Regions from separate parts of the Mus musculus genome. Here region 1 is linked to region 2. A link is a contact called in public ChIA-PET data. All regions are on one chromosome and are shown on one strand. The core of a region is the stretch at or near the end of the contact, and the rest is flanking DNA. Distances in the headings are between cores, read along the strand shown.

Region 1 (3,627 bases), core at 260-2,759, 37 kb after region 2:
ACCAAATGAAGCTTTGTTGAGCAAGCAGACGGGCAATGTCTCCGTTTTAGAGACCCTTTCTCTTAATCCATTTATATCTGTGTGAAACAGGTATCAGTAGCATGGTTTTTAAAGAACTGGGTATAGAAATTGAAAGGTTTAATTTCCAGGTTCATAATGATAACAGTAAACTCAAACTATAGTTTTCTTTTAGAAATTCAATGGAATAGTCCTCTCTCTCTCTCTCTCCCTATGTAGATGGCCTTAAACATTTGAGTCTCCTATGTCCTCCTTCCAAGTTCCAGGATTACAGGAATGAGGCACTATACCCTGCTTTCCTTTTGAGACAGACTTCTTTTTTTTTTTTTTTTTTTTTTTTTTTCTGAGGCAGGGTTTCTCTGTGTAGCCCTGGCTGTCCTGGAACTCACTCTGTAGACCAGGCTGGCCTCGAACTCAGAAATCCGCCTGCCTCTGCCTCCCGAGTGCTGGGATGAAAGGCGCGCGCCACCACCGCGCAGCTGAGACAGAAACTTCTTATGAAGGCCAGGGTGACCTCTAAATCTTGGCACTCCTCCAGCCTCACCCTACCCAGTACTGATACATAAACCTTCACTGCCAAGGGCAGTTTGATAGGCTACTTCTAGGCTTCAGTTTCCTTCTATGTAAAGGGAATTCCTGAAATTGTAGAGTTGGCAGATTCACTAAAACATGAAGCAACCAGAAAGTATACCCCGAAGGGAATGTCCTTAACATTAAAAATTATTCTACATTTGTCTGCAATTCAGAATTAACTGGCCACTCCCGTTTTATCTAGCAGCACTGTACCCGCAATACAGTGTAGGCAATACGTGTACAATGCATATTAAGTCCTTATTACTGTACACAGCAATTAGTGAGAGCTCTGTACATTTTTGTTGTTGCTGTGTTGCCTTTTATTACTGGTTTTTAATTTGGGAGACAGAGTCTCAGAAAATCTTTAGTAAAATTTGGATCTGATTCCAAAGCCCCATTTCCCCTCTAAAATCTGCTCTGCATAGAGTTTCCACGGCACTTCAGTCAGAAGAAGGTAGCGTTGTTCTCAAGAAAGCTTCCCGGTCCCCACACTTTCAAAGCCAAGGGGCTGTTCGGGCCGTCGCGGCAGCCCCAGCACACGCGTCGCGGGCGGACACTCGCGCGTCCCGCGCCAGCTCGTCCACTCAGCAGCCGCGCCGCGCCTCGGTCGCCCTCCCATAGGTCCTTCCGGGCGACAGGCGAGGGCTTTTCATTTTCCCGCCTGCACGCCCAGCTCCGTAAACCTCAGCGTCCCCTCGCTTTGCCTTCCGAGCCCGCTCCACCCTTCCGGACGCCACCTTCCCCCCCACCCGCCTGCAGGACGACAGCTCGGAGGGGCGGCCGCCGCCCTGGTAGGAGGCGGGACGAGGCAAGGGCGGGCTGCGGGAGGCGGGACGGAAGGAGGGGCGGGGCCAAGCGCCTTGGCGCCGCGTTGTCATGGCAGCGGGGCGGGGAGGAGGGGAGGAAGCGAGCAGGCGGGAGGGGTGGGGGGGGGGGGGATGTGGTGCTGCGGCGGCCGCCACCGCAGCTGCCACTGCCTGCTCGCGCCTGGGTGTCCCGGAGGCGGCTGCTGGGAGCCACGGGAGCAGCTGCGGTGCTCTGCCATATTGTGTCTGGCCCGGCCCGGCCCTCGCCTCTGGTTCGCGGCGGCTGAGTGACGGTGAGTCCCCGGGGTCGCGCGGCGCGGCGCGGCGCGGAGGCAGCGTGTGCGGCCGGCGCTGGGCGTGGGGGCGCGGAGGCGGCTGTCCCGTGACGCGCCGGGACATTTTTGTGTCCCGGGAAGAATTGGCGCCCCTGCGCGGGGGTGTACCCGGCGCGCGGCTCCGGCAGAGCGTGGGCTGCCCCGGGGGTGTGGAACCGAGGCGAGCACGGGTCCCCGGGAGTGAGGAGTTAGGAGTTTTCTCCCGAGGTAATGACCGTACCGGAGGGGGCGTCGCGCAGTCGGAGCCACAGAGGGCAGAGGACGCCCAGGCGGAAACCTGCGACCCCGGGAGTTGCTGCTCTAAGAGTCCCGGGGAGCCCGCGCCAGCCACGTCGCCGCTCCGGCTCCCATCCGAGCGGGACGCGCGCGGCGTGGAGTCCCAGTCCGGGGCCCGGCCCGGCCCGGGCGGGATGGCTGGGCCCGGAGAAGTAGTGCCCAGGAGGACTCGCGTAAACTTCGGGCGCGGGGCCCCGATGTGGGGTGGCGACCCCAGCCCGGTTCTCGCGGCCGGAGGCGCCCCCAAGCCTGGCTGGCCCGGGCCGGGGGTGGGGTGGGGTGGGGTGGGGGTGGGACTTGGACTGTTTCGGCGTTGCAACATGTGCACTTCCTGTTCGCCATCTCCTTCGGGGCCGAGGTTACTTCTGCCCTCCGGCCCGGCGCTCGGGCCGGGAGGGTGCGCGGTGGTCCGCGGCCTTGAGCTTGGGTGCCGGCCGGCGTGCAGTGCCCGGCAGCCCGAAGCCGAGCCGGGGAGGTTAGGGGCAGGGAGTCCACGTGCTCGGTGCTCGGTCTTGCACTGCAAACTCCGCCCCCGGCTGCCCTCCGGCAAAATGCCTGGGTTCCCACCGCCGCACCTCACGCGAGTTGGGGGTAGCAATTTCATTGGGAAGCCGCGCTCTCGAGATCTTCTTGCACTTGGTTTCTGCTTTAAAGCTTTCCTTTTTCCACCTTTTGGGTGGCGGTGGGAGGAGTCATAAGTGCAGAGAAATGACAGACTTTTTTTTTTTTTCCCCTACTTGCAACTCCGCTGTGAGCGGTTAATTATTTCCAGGTTAGTTGGTGCTCTTTTCTCCTGTCTTCTGATTGTGACAGCCACGTGGCCGGCTGAGTGCAATAGAGTGCTCTAGCGGCCAGAGAGCTTGAGGCTTCTCTCGCAGCAGGGGCTTTGTAATGGTATAGTCTTGGCTTCTGCGCTCTAATAAGAGGAAGTGGAAAAAGCCGAACCGATCACATCTAGTTGTTTCACCTGAATCGTAGAATGGCTTTCCTTTGCAATTCTGGTAAGGTGTCTATTGCCATTTTTGCCATTCGCTGCAACTTTGATGATTCATCTTAAAATTTCAGCAGTGTTAGGTATCTTCAAAGAGCGACAGGGCAATGTCTTTATAAAAAGAGTTCCCCGACTCTTTAGAAAAATCGTTTTAATTTCAAAGCCAATAACGAGCGATTCTAATGAATCTGAAATGATAACATTCTGGCATTATTTCGGGCTTATGAAAAAAACTCATTTGTTTCTTTTTACACAGATTAGCAATGAAATTATCTTTTTAAGGATAAATACTAGTTTTGTATGTAGTCAGATTTGAGCAGAATTCATAGGTGGAAATTATAGTATATAAAAGTGAAAGAGAAAATGATTAAAGTTAAAAAAATAAACTACTGGAGAGTGAAGATTTAGAATGTCTTTACAGTCTAGATCATGCGTCATTTTTTTGATCGGCAATTTTAATTTGTTTCTATGGCATGTTTGTGTTATTACTTAGTTTTACGTTATTGTTAAACCATTAAGAAGGAAACCCCTTACATTTATAGAGTTCTGGAGAAATGGTTCGGACTTCGTTTACTGGGCTTTTGAATGTTCTAGTGAAGTTAATGAAGGTATCGAAGAGGGTGTAAAG
Region 2 (3,271 bases), core at 145-2,644:
ACTCTAAAACTTAAAATGACTATAGTCTCCTGCGATTAATTTTTATGTTTATCTTTTGAGATAGGGTTTCACTTTAGTCCAGGCTGTGATCTTCCTACTAAGCATCTCAAGTATTGTGATTGCAGGTATGACTCACCATCACTCCTGATTGCAGTTTGCCTTTTTGGGAGGTGGTACTAAAATGACTTTAGAACAAGTATGGTCTAAGCAAGGAGGTTAAACATGTAGGCTAAGGAAAGAACGATGTTTACGATATGAGAATATGTACCTGCGAGTGTGCGTTTCTGAAGGGACTGGCTTGCTCTCTGCTTCAGTCCCTCACCTTTCTTGGAATTATTTCCTTTGCCATCTGTAGCTCTACTGCATTCCTTTTCACCATTGTGTTTTAGAGACTCTGATGGAAGAGTTCATGATAATTCACTTATTAACTCTTCCATACACTGCAGCTAGTTTGTTCCCAATACATTGCTAGAAACGGGGCGATTGCCAAGCACGGTACTTTATACCTGTAATAACTACTTTTGACAAACCGAGACAGGACGACCCTGGCAAGTTTGCTGTCATCTTGGATTACGTATCATGTTCCAGACCAGCTTGAAAACTCTAATTAATCAATCAAGTAATCAGTCAATGTCTGCCCCTATCCATTTGCACACATAAAGGTAAATTTCTTCAGAGTACACATTTGAGAACAAAATTAATCCGAAAAATATGTAAATTACTTGAATATTACCAAATGGTCTTTCAATGTGATGTGTTAATTTGCACCCTTTTTAGTAATGTTAGCATATTAGATTTTTTTTATGTAGAGATATATAGGTCTGGGGATGTAGCTTAGGGATAGTGTATCTAGTTGACCTGTGCTCAATCATTAGTACCACAAAGAAGAAGGACAGCCATGCCTGCACTCACATTTGTCACTTGTGTGGCGTGGGCATCGTGAATGTGTCCGAGCTCAGAATCCCCAAGCCTGGATGTGCTTATTTGCATATCTTTCCACAGCCCATTTCTGTTCATTTTCCTAACTCTCAAGTCCTACAGACAAGTCCTCCACTGCTCTCTAGTTCTGCTTGCCTTCCTCGGCTCTCCTGACTGCCCTTTACATCCCCTGGTGTAGTCAGTGTTTCAGGAGCCCATGCTGTGGTTGTAAGCCATGTCCTCAGCCAGGGCTACCAGCCTCTCCCCAGGACCCTGTACCACATGCATGTCCAATTCCTGAGAAGACGGACAAAGATGAGACGCTTGCTTTTCCTCCCAGGAGAGGCCTTCCTGGTTCCATAGCAGCTTCCCAGGAGCGGCCCTCTTCACTCATTTGGCAGTTGCAGTGCAGATCCACCTGTGTGTGTGAGAGAGAGAGCGTTCAATTACACTTTCAGTTTCAATGACTGTATGTTTTCACTTTTGTACACAGGGTTGGATGTTCCAGCCACACAGGATGTGTGTGATGACACATAGGCAGGAAGTAAGTAGACGGGAGCTACATCAGGATGTACGCTTGCCCCCATTGGATGAAGGTGGGAGTACAGAGCCTTATAAAGCACACTGATTTACCAATTGGGATGAACACACACTCCATCCCAGCTTTTCTCCTCTGCAGCTATCCTAGAAAGACTGCCTCTGGAGAGCCCGGCTTTTCTTTCACACTTTCCTAAGGACAACGGTGAATACCTTAGCTGATCTTCTTAAGCCTACTGTAAGTGGTAAACTATTCTTTGGGGAAAACCGTAGTCATATTACCCCTTCCTCTGAGATTATCATAGACATGGTCACATACAGGTCAGGTGCCTTTCTTTTCTTTTCTGATCTCCAACTCACCAGCCAAGGAGAACCTTGAACTTCTGCTCCCCCTCTGCCTCTACCTCCAAAGACCTTGGATTAGAAGTATGCATCACCGCACCAGTGCTGGGTATGGTCGTAATAGAACCCAGGGCTTTGTGGATGCCAGGCAAGCAGGCTCTCAACCGAGAGCTACACCCCCCATCCAGAGGTTATATAAAACACCCAGCTACGTGTTTGTTTTGAGACAGTCATGTACACCAGGCTAGCCTTGAACTTATGAAGTGGATGAGGCTCACTTTAACCTCTGAGTCTCTTGACTCCCTAAAGCACCACTACACCCGCTGCCTTTACTTTTTTTAGTTCTCTAAAAACAAACAAACAAACAAACAAACCTTTTGATACTAATAAGATTACAGCGATGAGATCCAGTGTTAATTTCACTGAGTCCACATCAAGGTAAATACTTCAAGTGGCAGAATTGCTCAGAAAAAGATTTTTTTTTTTAAACTGAGAAAGTTCTTAGAGCACTTCAGCCGCTATCTTAACCCCCTGCCGAATTTAGGTACCTTGAGGAAATAATCATTCATTAGGAAGTGTGAGAAATGTCGTAGGTTGATTCTGTTTAAATGCCAATTAGCATGAACGAGGGGCATGCAAATACCACCGCCAGAGAGGCCAACCCAATGTGGAATTATTTCAGAGCAATTAATTCACTTCCAAGCTTCTAGTATTAGCACCACCTTATTTCCCTTGTGTATTCAGACAAAGTGTTTTTAAAAATCAACCAAAAACTGTGATGCTCTGCCAACAAGATTCTAGAGTGAAAGACAACCCCCTAGTCAAATGTAAATTGTAGCCGCATTAGTATGCTAATGAGCTAACAGATAAACTGTGGGTCAAATTTTCCCTTCCTCAGCTTAAATAGCCCTTGAAAAAGACCTCTTTCTAAATGTTTACGGAACCTAGGAGCAGCGGCAATTAAGGTTTATTATATGAAAATTATCTGTTCAGCGATATGAAAAATTAATAAAGTCAGACACGGTTCCTCCTAATGACTTACAAATTGTGGAACAGCGTGATATGGAAGAGGCAGACCTACGGATGCGAAGTCTTAGGAAGTTCTTCAGTAGCAGTTCATTTTGTTTGAAGATTTAAACGGGAGTCAGGGAGAAAAACAGTTCTGAAAAGGTTGAAGGTTGAACCTTTTGCAGCAGGAAGTGAACGGTGGTTAGAGACGATCGGTTTTCTCTTAAGCACAGTCAGAGGCTTCTGGGTGAAGCGACCCCATCACCTCCCACCCTGAAGGAAGCAGTCCAATGCTTTATAGCCATTTCACCTTCCTAGCTTCTATCTCCCCACTTTCCTATTATACATGCCTTAAAACCTGAATGCCGGAAGCTCTCAAGATGGCTCAACGAGTAAAGCGCTGACCGCTGAGCCTGATGAACTGAGTTCGAGCCGTAGGACCCATGTGGTGCAGGTAGAGAACCAC

What was found. ChIA-PET counts read pairs in DNA pulled down with a chosen protein or histone mark.
Region 1: a contact with region 2 is called in an RNA polymerase II ChIA-PET map of memory CD8 T cells, with 246 read pairs. The contact joins the promoter of Foxn2 here to the enhancer-like site in region 2. A contact is called at or near these places in 2 of 39 promoter capture datasets (hippocampal neurons and macrophages), 18 of 484 Hi-C or Micro-C datasets (CD4 T cells, CD8 T cells, CD8 central memory T cells and 8 more), 5 of 115 datasets of contacts at active chromatin or transcription factors (effector CD8 T cells, embryonic stem cells, intestinal villus epithelium and 1 more) and 1 of 9 other capture datasets (adipose tissue).

What each region holds. Positions count from the first base shown.
Region 1 is chr17:88,439,195-88,442,821 of GRCm38.p6, forward strand. It overlaps Foxn2 (forkhead box N2), which reads left to right and starts at 1,510. Exons shown (of 6, transcript NM_180974.5): 1 at 1,510-1,690.
Region 2 is chr17:88,402,112-88,405,382 of GRCm38.p6, forward strand. No RefSeq gene overlaps it. Among named protein-coding and RNA genes, the nearest start is that of Gm23947, 11 kb to the left of the region's middle. Within about 2 kb of position 1,395, at least 74 of the 459 cell types and tissues checked have an H3K27ac peak or open chromatin away from gene starts, as enhancers often do. A contact at or near this core is called in CD8 T cells, CD8 central memory T cells, Th1 cells and 5 more, where this site is marked.